Linked DNA regions of Mus musculus: all the other regions are linked to region 3. The links are chromatin contacts, called in public Hi-C and HiChIP or PLAC-seq maps. All regions are on one chromosome and are shown on one strand. Each heading gives the region's core, a stretch centred on a gene start, on an enhancer-like site or on the middle of the called end of the contact. The rest is flanking DNA. Distances are from core to core; before and after follow the strand shown.

What was found. Hi-C and Micro-C count contacts between places; a contact is called where the count stands out from the background. HiChIP or PLAC-seq counts read pairs in DNA pulled down with a chosen protein or histone mark.
Region 1: a contact with region 3 is called in a Hi-C map of cortical neurons, with 7 times the contacts expected there. The contact joins two enhancer-like sites. A contact is called at or near these places in 1 of 484 Hi-C or Micro-C datasets (cortical neurons) and 1 of 115 datasets of contacts at active chromatin or transcription factors (embryonic forebrain).
Region 2: a contact with region 3 is called in an H3K27ac HiChIP or PLAC-seq map of SST interneurons, with 17 times the contacts expected there. The contact joins two enhancer-like sites. A contact is called at or near these places in 1 of 484 Hi-C or Micro-C datasets (nephron progenitors) and 3 of 115 datasets of contacts at active chromatin or transcription factors (SST interneurons, embryonic basal ganglia and embryonic forebrain).

The regions. Positions count from the first base shown.
Region 1 is chr8:90,891,633-90,896,010 of GRCm38.p6, reverse strand. The region is part of intron 2 of Chd9 (chromodomain helicase DNA binding protein 9); the gene reads right to left. Among named protein-coding and RNA genes, the nearest start is that of Chd9, 65 kb to the right of the region's middle. Within about 2 kb of position 1,315, at least 76 of the 459 cell types and tissues checked have an H3K27ac peak or open chromatin away from gene starts, as enhancers often do. A contact at or near this core is called in cortical neurons, where this site is marked.
Region 2 is chr8:90,654,947-90,659,338 of GRCm38.p6, reverse strand. No RefSeq gene overlaps it. Among named protein-coding and RNA genes, the nearest start is that of Gm35850, 84 kb to the left of the region's middle. Within about 2 kb of position 1,413, at least 20 of the 459 cell types and tissues checked have an H3K27ac peak or open chromatin away from gene starts, as enhancers often do. A contact at or near this core is called in SST interneurons, where this site is marked.
Region 3 is chr8:89,972,586-89,977,267 of GRCm38.p6, reverse strand. No RefSeq gene overlaps it. Among named protein-coding and RNA genes, the nearest start is that of Gm24212, 310 kb to the right of the region's middle. Within about 2 kb of position 1,502, at least 8 of the 459 cell types and tissues checked have an H3K27ac peak or open chromatin away from gene starts, as enhancers often do. A contact at or near this core is called in SST interneurons and cortical neurons, where this site is marked.

The DNA.
Region 1 (4,378 bases), core at 66-2,565, 920 kb before region 3:
CAGCCTCCATTCAAGGCAATTTCTGTAGCTAAGAAGCTCTGGAAAGCCAGAGTTGAAAGCAGTTTGCTAGAGGATCTGAAGACAGCTTCAAACAGGAGTCCTCAGGCCACCTGACTTCTCAAAGTTACCAGCAACCTTAGAGGGAGCCTGAGGAACACATGGTGGACCAGTCTCAGTGGTCCAGGCTAGCCTGGACCTCACTCAGACTTAGTTTCTCTATTATCACAACAACGACGACGACAAAAAGACAAAATTGCCTTGACAACAAAAAGACAAAATTGCCTTTTTTTGTGGTTATTATTTTGAATCTTCTACATAATCATCATATACTGTCATCAACGAATTAGAGCTCTTTTTTTTAAACGTGTAATCTAGATGAGCCTTGAACTTCAGATGCTCCTGCTGTGGGCCTACTAAGTGCCGGGATTATAGGCTAGGGGCCACTACATCTGACCTCAAAGATAACACTTTGAAATGAATTAGTTGTACTCAGATTCGTGTCAGTTGAGCTGAGTGACTGGAGGTTGGAGGTCCCTGGGCAATGTCGGTGGGCTTTATGAAGTCATACACACTCAACAAGGCTCTGTTGCTAGTGAGTTTGTTTTTCTTTTGTTGATGGTGGGTTTTATTTGTTTGTTTTGACAGGGTTTTGCTGTTTCCTAAACTGGCCCCAAACTCCTGGATTTAAGCCTCTTAAGTAACAGGAACTATAGCTACATCACCATAAATGGCCAGGAAAGCTTTTCGGTAGCAGATATGATTACATTATTCATAAGGACTATAACACTAGAAATAAGAACATATCTGTTCACCGGAAAAAAAAAAGGCTAGGCATATTAGTTGCATGCCTTTAATCCCAGCACTGGGGAGCCAGGGAGGCAGAAACAGGCAGATCTCTGTGAGTTCATGGCCAGCCTTGTCTACATAGGATGTTCTAGGACAGCCAGGGCTACATGATGAGACCTCTCAAAAATAAATAAACAAACAAATGTAAAAAAGAGATGTAAAAACAAAATCTGATAAACTAATGTATCAGAATCTTTCTATAATTCTCTGTGTGTGTCTGTGTGCACATGTTTATGTTTGTGCAAGGATGCATGTGTATATGGTGTGTGTAGTGTATGCACATGGTGTGTGTGGTATATGCACATGGGTGCATGTATGCCTGTATATGTGGGCGTACATCCTGTCTTTGCCCTTGCTCTAACACTCAACTGTACCGTAGGCCCTCCCTGTAATGTCTGAGGACGACTCCTTTATCTGTAGAGACCCAGTGACAACTGGGAGCAAACAAGCAGCTTTAGACAAACGGAGAAAAGCTGGTAACACCTTACAGTGGAGCTGTGCAGCTAACGCAGATCGTCAAACTTTACGAAAACACACTTCTCAGATTTTATTTTTAAACTTTTGGCAGAAGTCCAGGATTTTAAACAGAAAAAGCAAAGAAAAATCCCAGGGAGGAAAACAGAACAAAGGCTCAGCTGTCGTTCTGCAAGCCTCGGGGTCCCTCCGCCACTCCCCAGCTCCAGAGAGCATTTCTGAAGCTGTGCTGGACTTAGATGGACATCTGTTGGGAACCCTTGAGTGCATCCCAGTCTGCAGAAGAGGAAATCGGAGCTCTGGGCGGAGGGGCTTACCCACAGTGGCACATCTTTCCCAGTCTGCCAAGATGACTCAGATACTGCTACTTTCTCCAAAATAACCCAGGACTAAGCAGATGACACAGAGCCTTGGCGGCGGGCTGACTTTGCTCTACTCTTCTTGTCTTGTGAGATAGGTAGGGTCTCCTCATGTAGCAGGCTGGCCATAAAGCTTAAGATTCTCTTGCCTCTACCTCTCAGGAGCTACGACTAGAGGCACATGCCACCGTAGGTCTTTGTTTATCTTTTTACACATGGCCCTCACTATGCAAAAATTATTTGTTCTTGTCAAAGACTATAAATTTACCTGCACTCCTGACTTGCCAACATTTAAAAGCCAAAATGTTTTACCTAACAGTTTAGACGCCTAAATTTTTAGAGATTCAGTAACATTGAGGTCTTCCACTGTGTTCATTACCATCTTGGAGCCAAGCAGAAGTATATACTCTACAAATGTCACGGCCCACGTGTCCCTATAGCAAAACACTTGCTCGGGTCCACTTTGTTTATTCCCTATGAACATTTATGCTTGTCACTCTGGTCTAAAGTGTATGGCCACAGAAGCTTTTCAGAAGAAGTGAGGGTTTTTGTTGTTGTTGTTGTTGTTTTTTTTTTTGTTTTTGTTCTTTTCGAGACAGGGTTTCTCTGTGTGTCCCTGGCTGTCCTGGAACTCACTCTGTAGACCAGGCTGGCCTCGAACTCAGAAATACGCCTGCCTCTGCCTCCCAAGTGCTGGGATTAAAGGCGTGCGCCACCATGCCTGGTGGAAGAAGTGAGGTTTTAGGGACAAAGATAAGTCAAGAATACAGAGGGAACCATCCAGTCTCCAAGATGGAGAAGATGTTGTCATGAACACTGCTGTTTTCATGTGCTGTTGAGAAGAAAACTTCATGGTGGACACACATGCCTGTAATTCCAACACGTGAAAAACTGAAACAGAAGGATCTCTGTGAGTTTAAGGGCAAGCAACACACAACTTTAATCCCAGCACTCAGGATGCCAAGGTGGGCAGATCTCTGTAAGCTTTAGGTCAGCCTAGTCTACATAGTGAGTCCCAGGACAGCCAGAGCTGTAGAGTGAAATCCTGACTTGAACACCCCCTCCCCTGGAAAACAAACAAACAAATCCAGCAAAGCAAACCAAATAAGCAATTTCCAGGCCAGCCTGGGCTCCATAGTGAGTTCCAGGCCAGCATGAATATTTATTTTTATTTTATGCATATGGATGTTTTGCTTGCATGTATGATTGGGCGTCAAGTCCATGCAGGGCCCATAGAGACCAGAAGAAACTGATAGATAGTTCCATTGGAATGAAAATCACAGAAGGCTAGCTAGCTACATGTGAGTGCTGGGAATTGAACCCAGGTCCTCTGGAAGAAAAGACAGTGATTTTCACTGCTAAGCCAACTCCTAAAAACAACTCAAGCAATAATAACAAAAGCAAATAAAAGGGAAGGAAGGAAAAGAAGGCGGCAACTCTCAGGCTTCCCGCCTTGTGTGCTTTTCTGAGGCTGTTACCATAGTCAGATTTCGGGGCTTGGAACCGCTCTCTGCTTGTCCCCAGATAACAGCACAATTCCTAACAGGCCCAACTCCTCCTCACTTCTCCAAGCTGCATCATTAACCACACAGCAGAGAGGTGGGGCTTAGCTCAGGGCTGCACCCTCACCTAGCTTGTGCAATGCAAGCTGCTGTGTTTGATCTCTCCTGAAACCAAACCACCCGCAGCCAGTTTCTTGCACCCCAGCACTCAGGTCTCAGTGCTGTGGAGAGAGGAGGCTGAGTTCCAGGATTGTCTTTTTATTATTGCTCTTTCTGATCCCTCTCCCTCCTCTGGAACAGGAGCTCCAGGGCATAAACATTTCTATTTGTTCATTGCCATGTTACAGAACTCAGAATCACAGTACGTACTTGGTAAATGTTTGTTAAACAAATGAACTTGTCCTACCCAAGCCCAGGTGACAAGGTGACTATTATGTCCGAAAAGTTTCAGTAAGCTTTCTGAGTGGTGGTGGTGAGTACATGTTTATTGCATTTGTATGTATGTATGTGTGTATATACATATGTATGTATGTATGTACCTATGTATGCATGCATATATTTTGGGGTGTGTGTAGGTGTGCATACCCTTTTATTTTGTTGTAAAGAGGTGGTCACAGGACAACTTGCAAGAGCTGGCTTTTCTCTTGTCACCACAGTTCCCCAGGTTGGATGGAACTCGGGTTGTCAGGCTTGGTGGCAAGCACATTTACCTGCTGCACCATTTCATAGGCCCCTACAGACCTCTCCCTGCTTCCAATGATGGGACAGGATCTCAGTAAACTGCACAGCCTGGTCTGGACCGTGTTCTAGTCCAATCAGCCTTCCCAAACCTGTTTCAACCTTCCAAACAGCTGGGATCACAGGTCTATATTGAAAGACTCCCGAGGTGGGTAGTCAATTAATCTGAGGAGACCTTCCCAAGAATCAGCGAGCCCACGATTCGGATGCAAACAGCAAGAGGCTTTATTGGGAACACGGGTACCCGGGCGACTCAGTCTATCGGAGGACTGGCGCGCCGAGTGTGGAGTTCTTACCCTTTTTATAGGGCTGGGGCTGGGGAGCAAAAAGCGTGGGTACAGAAGCGAGAAGCGAGCTGAGTCTGGGAACCATCTGTTCTTGGCCCTGAGCCGGGGCCCAGGTGGGTATCATCTGTTCTTGGCCTTGAGCCGGGGCCCAGGTGGGTACCATCGGTATCCT
Region 2 (4,392 bases), core at 164-2,663, 680 kb before region 3:
GAGTTCACAGGCACAATCCGGAATGACAGCCTCACAATGGAATCATGCAGAAAGTCCGGATGTGTGGAGGACTGGCAGGGTCCAGCTACATCTGTGTGTTCCTGCCAGTGAACAGACCCTTGGGCTGGTGCCCTGGTTACAGACCAGGGGGCTGTCCTTTTGTTCTTGGGTCTGCAGAGCCTCTACTCTCAACAGTTTAGCACCATAGAGCCAACACACTATTGTTTAATCTCACGGATCTCTCCTGACAGGACAATTTGTTCTCTCTTCACCCTGGAGAGATGGGTGAAGGCTAAATGTAAACAGAATCTTCGTCCTACTCAAAACAAAGTCAGAGCTTTGACTTTGAGCTAAAGATGTCACAGGCCACGGAAGGAAGTAAGACTCTGAAAACCACTGAGATTTCTGCCTTACCTTTGTACAGCTGGCCATACTTTTTTCTTTTTTTTTTTAACTTCACTTCTGTCCAGGTGATTTGGAGCCTACAATGACTGGGAGATTTAGGGGTCCCTGGTGCTACACAAATCTAGATGTCTATTGCATTTATGTTTTGTGTATATTGTATGTTGTTACTGTTTATTTGTCTGAGATAAGAGTCCTGCTACGCAGTCCAAGTTGGGCCCCAGACTCACAATCCTCCTGCCTCAGCATCCTTTCCAGCTTCCTTCTGAGCTTCTATGCGTGTAGCACTCTACCTGCATTTTAAAGGCATATTATAGAAATCGTGGCATGTGCACCAGTCAGGATAAACTTGGAAAGGAGATGGTACCTTGATAAAGGTTGTCAGTGTGCATTTTTGCTGTCTGAACTTGTTTTGTTTTAACCAAGGTGGGTGTAGCAGGAAGGGAACTCTGGGAGAATGGTGAAGTACTTCAAGCCAGCAACAGTGAGGAGCTCTAACCACCATATGCTTAAAGGGCACCAGACCTTCAAGAGAAAGTTATATAGAACAGCTGTCTGGAGTTGCTGAGATTATGGGCAGTGGTGGTGGCAGGGGAAAGGGGAGACAGTACCTTCCAAATGTACTGGAAGGATGGAGCCTGGGAATAAACATTTTCCTATACCTCCTCCTCCATCACCAGCCAGTGCCTCCCCTTGGGTAAACCTGACTAGAGGGCAGAAGGCCAAGGGATACATAATAAAGTCCTATAGGTTGGCTCCCCTGGACAAGGAAGAGGGTGGAGACAGATGGAGGGTAGGTTTGGTGAAGCCAGAAAGAGACACTTAAATTCGGGTTCACCTGTGGCTCCAACTTGTCTGTTCTGGTGTAGGCCCTCTGTCCTGCTTCCTTTGTATGCCTTTGTCACCTTTAGATCCAGTCCTGCAAACGGTGCCAGCTCTTCTCAAGGATATGAGCACTCTCAGCGAGTATATTTTTATTGTGAAGACATCTGCACCTTCTTGCCAGCCAAAAACAACATATGGAAGCGTTTCCCACATTTTCACCAGGGGGCACTCACTCCTTTCCCATGGATAGCTAGAAAGGCTTTTTTTTTTTTTTTTTTTTTTTTGCAAGTATTTGCTAGCCAAAATAGAATCCTTTTCTGTGGGCACAGCGACTGTTGGAACAGCTCTGTCCTAAAGTGATTTCTATGTAGCTAAACACTGTTTCTGTTTGAAAGACGACTGGACCCTGGGACGATTTCTTGGTAAATGTTTAGGGCCCAGCTTGCACACTGCCGGGAAAGTGTTTGGGTCTAAATGCTGTCTTATTCTGCCATTAAAATGAACAAAGCCAGAAAGACTTTGAAAAGATAATCGGCATGCCTAATTTGTAGGTGCTTAAAAAAAAAAAAAAAGCAAAAAAACCTAGCTGAAGGCCAACCAATCAAAGCTGGTTTTGAAAAACCTCTCTGTAGGGATTGTCTTGTACCCATCCCCATGATTCATCCTCATGGATAAGTAGAGGGTCCTGGGGGAAAGGTGTTTTCTCAAGTATAAATTCTTCCAAATGGAAAGACATTTGTTTGCTATCATATCAATCTATTAGCTGTGAGAGTGACACATGCTTTGTCAAAGGATCCGTGCAGTCAGCCAAGCAATATAGCTATGTACGAGGAACGGGCAGAGGGAAGGGGGAGGAGGGGCTTGCTTCTGTTAAAAATGAATCATGGATGAGACCGGGTAAAGACAAATATGGATCTCTGATCCCTTTTAAACGAGCATTGTCTTATACCTGCAGGGAAATACAAAGACTTATTCAAATGTACAGAGTGGAGAATGGTGGGAAAATTGGTTTCTCTTATCCTATTGGAGGCTTGGCATGGAAGGTATTTGATCTGTCAAAGAGTCAACCAGTCAGTCAGTCATCAAAGGGTAGATTAAAACTGGCTTGTGCCCATGAGCGGAGTTTGTCCTTAAGTCTGGAGTCTGTATGGTATGATGGAGAAGAACAAAAGTTTTGGCATAAAGTCAATCTGGATTCAAATCTTGGCTCTGTCACTTATCTACAATCTCGGGGAAATTCAGTTAACCTCTTGAGCCTTTCTGACATATAAATGGGGGAAATTATATGATCTACTTAATGGACTCAGGGAAGATTAAGGCAGGAACCCAAGCAAAGTTTCTGTTGCATAACAATGAGTAGTGGTAGGTATCATCATGATCTTAATAACAAATCAACCCCATTCCGAGTACTTACTGTCGTTCTATAACAAGGAAACAATCACATGGGTCGAAGTAATTTATTACTTGGCTTTTTTCCCCCTTCAATTAACTTTAGTAGCCAACTATGGTACTGCTAATTAGTTATTTAAAAAACAACAGCTGTTTGAGTGAGTTTACTGTCATAAAAACACAGGATCTTAGAGCTAGGGAGACTAACAGATTCATTTCATCCAAACCTCTTTTAACATGAAGGGAATCCTTTAAAAAAAATCTTTAAAATAAAGCCAACCTATCTGCATAGCCATAAATAGAAAGTGTGGCCAAGACCCACAGTACCTTCCTGGATGAGGACAAAGCTGTGTTTTACTCGATAGCCCTTCCTCGGAAATCAGTGCTTCCCGACGATCAAGGGGTGTTATCTCTTTATTTTCTGTATTCCAGCTACTGTAAGTTTATTTTCATTACTTCCTGTTGCTTTCTGAAACATGTTAGAGAATCTTCTAATCGAGCTTGCAATGAGAAATTAAAAATAGTATCCAGAGTGGTGGATAGAGTGCAATCCTTATCAAAATACCAAGGGGACTACTTCCAGAAATAAACATGCTAAATGCGCACGTGTATGAACACACACACACACACACACACACACACACACACACACACACACACACACACACATACACACTCCAGTCAACCAAAGCAATACTGAGAAGGAAAAGTGAAATTGGATGCATCCCACTTCCTGACTTAGAATTATATCACCAAGTTATACTACTTAAAATAACACGGTACTTGGTCTACCCAATCTTAAGATACATTCCAGTCCATAGTAATTATTAAAAACATCATGGTTCTACCACAAAAATAGACATGTAAATTAGTGTAATAGAACAGAGGGCGCAGATATAAGTCTACACAGTTATAGTCAGTTGATTTTGTACAAAGACGACAAAAAGTGCACACTGGAGAAAAGACAGCTTCTTTAGCAAGTGACTCTGGGTAAAGTGTATGTGTAGCATGTAGAACAATTAAGCTAGATCCTTATCTCTCACCCTGTACAAAAATCAATTCCAAGTGCATTGAAGACCTTAATGTAAAACCCCAGACGCTGAATACCGGTAGAGGGAAAGGTAAGGACTATGTTACAAGAGGTTGGCATAGGTATGGACTTTCTAAATAGAAACCTGGTTGCCCAGAACATAAGGTCAACAATTGACAATTGGGCTTCATAGATTAAAAAAATACTTCTGTACAGCAAAGGAAACAGTTGTATGAAAAGGTAACCTATGAAGGGGGAGGAAAATCCCAGCCAGTTATATATCTGACAGAGGATTGATGTTTAGAGTATGTAAAAAACCCAGAAAACTAAACCCAAGCAATAAATGCCCAATTAAAACAAAAAACAAAAAACTTTGGAACCAAATACAACGTTCTCAAAAATGGCTGGGAAGTAATTTTAAAAGTGTTCAAAATACCATTATTCATCATGCAAATGCAAATTAAAACTATTTTTGAAAGCACCCCAATTAGAATGGTTATCACTATCATCTTGAAAATAGCTGCCAATAAATTCTAGTATTGATGTGGGAAAAGGGGGGAGTTCTTACACACTTCTGGGGGGACTGTAAACTGCTACAGCCACTGTGGAAATCAGTGTGGACATTGCTCAAAAAGCTATAGAGCGACAATGTGACCCGGCTACATCACTCTTGGGCAGATAGCCAAGGAGTCTGTTCCACTACAGACACACTTTTTTTTATCCATGTTCATTGTTGCATATTCACA
Region 3 (4,682 bases), core at 253-2,752:
TTGTGGGTGGTGCTGCTGATTACAGCTACCTGAGACAGAAAAAATTCATCCATCTAGATCAACCAAGTAAAAGCGTCTAGGGCTGGGATCTGTACAGTAGGTTTTCATGGTGTCTAGGTTATTTGGATGTACGTCAAGACTTCCATGAAACTTTATCCCAGGGCCAATGTTCTCAAACTTGAGCACACATTAAACTTCTTGGAAGTGTTGTTAAAATGCAAGATGGCCAGGGACCAGCCAAGTGACTCAGTAGGTCTGGAGTGGACCAAAGAATCTATTTTTTTTACATGCTTCTAAGTGATGTTTAAGGTTTCTGGCCTTGGAACCCTGCTTTGAGAACCATTACTAATGACCAGCATTCTCACCAGTACAAGGGATACAAGTATTACCCATTTTTCATGACCATTGGTGGTTTAAATGAGAAATGTCCCTTGTAAGCTCCGGTATTTGAAGGTTTGGTGCCCATTTGGCAGCACTGTTTGGGAACCTTTGTGAGGTAATGCCTTTTTGGAGAAAGCATGTCATGGGGCAGGCGTTTGTTATCAGCCCCACTTCCTGCTCACTCCCTGCTTGATGCTTGTGGTGGAAGACATGCATTCTTAGCTTCCTGTTTCTGCCACCACAGTTGTCAGTTCTTGCAATGCTCTTGTGCCATGATGAAGCTGTATCCTCTGGAACTGCAAGCCAGGATCAACTCTTCCTCAAGTTGCCTTGGTCATGGTGTTAATGAGTTTAATACATGGCCCAGTGGAATGAATGATGACTCATGGACAAAAGCTGTTCTATTGTGCACACAGTAGACAATTAAGAAATGACTTCTTTGATGATTAATGCTTGTGTTGTATCTATGTTCAAGCGGGTTGTTTAATAAACCTTTAGTTGACATATTTGTGATATTTAACACATAGTCCAATTCCACTGACACTCTCCTCACATCAGTGACCTCACATCTACCTGTTCATGTGTAGTAAAGGTATCATGGCTCCATTATTATTATTATTGATTATTATTATTTTTCAGCAGACCTCATCTGCCTTGAAATAGAAAGAGATTCTTGAGAGATTTAAGATTACATAAGACTGGATAGTCTCAGAAGGGAGGCAAAAGGGAAAGGGAGGGGGTTGGTGTACCCCCTTCTGAGCCTTGAAGCTCTGTCAAGATCACACCACCTTACTAAAATTCGAGCACACACAAACCCTAAAGGGTGCTTTCCCTCCCTTTGAATGCTGTGTTTCCATACAGCTCCTCCCTTGGAAGAAGTGCTCCCAGGTGGTAGTGTCAGGCCCCAGGGCTGTTCGCTGCTTCAGTGTCCTCTGTGTTAACCTGAGGAGGCTGCCTTCTGGGTTTTGCCAAGAAGCCCATCATTCTCCCTAGATTCTCGGTGTCAGAAATGACTGCTTGCTGGGCTCTGCAGCTTCCTGGGTGCACTGCAGCTATTGATCTTGCTACCAGCATCGTGAGTAATGCCGACAAGACAGTTTCTGGTGCCTTCTCTGACAACTGGCCACATTTTGGACTCACGCTGCATGCGGACTGCATCATAAACATGCCCAGATTGTGCTGACAGCGTGGAAAGCACTTGAGGATAAACATTTGTGCCAGCTAAAAATGTCTCTAAGATTGGGAGTGTTTCATCAAAAGACTTATCTGTGCATTTCTGAGGGTGTTTTTGAAAGCCTTCTATAGCCCCAAAGCAACGGTTCTGACTGATTCATTTGTCAATATCTGCTGCATTCTTTACCTTAAGCTTCAAAGAGGAAAACTAAAATGAAAAAGTTAATTCTCATTTAAAAAGGACAGATGTCCTTTCCGAGGCATAGAAAGACTTGACTGAAGGGTGCTTGCTATAGGTAAGGTTTGGGGCTTGAGAATAAGAATCTGTTGCCTAAGAAGAGATGGTAATTCTCCCTTAGCAATTGCTGCATTAATTAAGTTTGTCACTAGTTCTGGGGAAAACGGAGCAAAGCTGAGATAGCTTCAGAGCCAAGGCTGTTGTTTTGTGAAACAGTCTGAAATAGTTGTCTCCTGGTCGATAACTCTGACATGGGCAATGTTCCCTTTCTAGAGTTAAGTTTAGTCATCTGGTCCCAGGAAAAGCTATGTATTTATTAGGACCCATGGCTACTGGATATTAAATTCTCCTCTAATCTGGAGTAGAACCTAAAAGAGGATGGGAAAGAATTCATTGAGGTGAGATAAATGCTGCATGCCTAGTGGAAAGCCCTGTAGTGGCGGTAAGCTGATGTTGTGAGCACATCTTATAAATGGCCTTTGAGTGGGGAGGCAGAGAGCTGAATATAACATGCACCCATATTAGTGTTTTAATATGATCTTGTCCATTGATAGCAAGAAGAAAAAGAACCACTACAATTGTAAACCTGATTCTTGGGAATTGTGTGCTCTCTGGGTGCAAAGCACTTCCCACAGGAGGTCACTGCTCTTCAGGGAGACTCACAAAGGGAGGGCTGATCAATCCAGCTCATTTGTAGAAGCCCAGAGAGAAGAAATGTTGTCCAAGGATGAATATTTGGGAAGTAAGCAAGCTGGAACTGGGCATTTAATCAAGATCATGGAGCTCCTACCGCAACTCCCACTGAGGCAAATGGGTCCAAGGCAGTGTGGATGACAGGAGCATGAGGAATATGAAAGGTGACGCCCACTTCTAACAGGAACTGTGGGGGTAAGTCTGAGTTTCAAATTTACAGGAGCCTTTGAATCACTTATACTCACTGAAAGTTGTATTACCTATCATCTATCTATCTATCTATCTATCTATCTATCTATCTATCTATCTATCTATCTATCTATCTATCTATATCTATCACCTATCTACTTTATATGTATCTACTACCATCTGTCTACTATCTATCTACAATTGTCTATCTACTATCTTCTATCTATCTGTCTATCTACCTGTCTATCTATCTATCATCAATCATCTCAAAATCCATTTGTTATCTAGATTTTTTTTTACATAAATACAGAGGTAAGTGCTCTTTATCAATTAACAAACAACCACCTGATCAAATTGAAATCTGCTAGCTCATTTGCTTTTCTTTCCTTTGAGGGGGTAAATTTTATGAGATTTTTATATACATAGTACAGTTTTCTACTTTTATTAGGTTTACCACTTACATATTGAATTCATAAAAACACATAGAAGTTTTAGTCCTTATAACAGTAAGTGGGACTATATAGAGTAGATTAGCGTGCAATGTGTTCTTTTAAAAAGAGTCCATCCTTAAATTCTGAGTATACTGCACTATGATTAAATGCACTAACCATTGTTTTAAAAATAAGATGACTAACTCACTTGGTTAACATTTTATTGAATTTTTATTTAACACTGGTTGAACAGGCATTGTTGTGCTTTTCTATGAAGCAGTAGAGTTGTGTGAGTTCATGGATAATTCAGTGTTTCACTCCTCTTAAATGACTGCTTGCTTCTGCATGCTGACTTCTGACTGTCAGAGTGCATCCAGGGAGCTCCTGTTCTCAAATGATGTGCTATGTCCTGTAACTTTGTTATCTTACAAGGCAAGGGTAAGGTGAATTTATTTTAAAATATCATCTGTTTAAAAAATTCTCAGGAAGCTTTTATAGAAGTTTAAAAATATTTTTCAAAGTTGATTCAGAAAATCTGAAAAATAAAAAAAATGAATTTAAAGAATAAAATGTACTTAACAAGTTTCCTGAAACCACGGCCTTCTCCCTTTTCCAGCTCAGAATGAACAAAAAGGCAAGTGCTCCCAAAAACCCAGAATTCCACGCCCAGAGTTGCAAGTTGAGAGCTGTGCTTTCCCGGAGCAGCAAGCCTGGCATTTCTCATCTTCCCGTGCTGCTCTTATTCCACCAAACCCTCATTCTTGAGCAGAGGCTCTGGGAGGCCACAGCACAGAGAACACCATACTATGCCATGGTCATCTCAAAGCCATTCCTTACAGTGTGACAAGCCAAGAAGTAGCCAAGGGCTACTGTCCCTGCCCAATAACCTGAACTTTGAATAAGGAATGTAACCCAGCAATGCTGACCCCAGTTCTGGAGTTCATGACTTGGAGATTTTATTCTGAAGAGAGGCAAGCATCGAGAGTTTGTAGCTCCCCTCTAATGAGCTGATTGCCTTTGCAATGGAGTTTGAAGGGAGATCGGGCTTGAATATGCTCAGGAAAAATCAATAGAAGTTTGAAAGGTGAAAGCAACAAGCTACACACTGAAGTGATTTACTTTCTCAAAAGAACTGATAAAAGAGAGAACTAAGAAGAATATTCTCACGGTCAGAGAAAACTTCAAACACTGACCCCAGAAATATCCATCCAAGGGTCCTATGTTTATTGGATCAGACAGGGAACAATGTGTGCCCCAGGGCATCGGCATAAAGGGAGGAGCAAACATCTGGCAATTAATGGAGCATGATCCATCGTGATCGTGAGAGTGTGAAGTCCAAGGGAGCTCTCCCCACACACCTGGCATTCCAGGGTGACCTGGTACAACTGAGGTTGTGCCCACTGAGGAACAAGGCTTCATTCTGCAGTGGTGGCGAAGGAGTGTCGGAGTAGCTATCCTTCTCCAGCTGTCCTAGAACAAGTGAGGAGTGAAAGCACAGTCTGAATTGCTGTTCTAGGTCTAACCATCCCATAGAAAAAACAAACAAATACAAATCACAGACTGGAAACCAGAGGGTG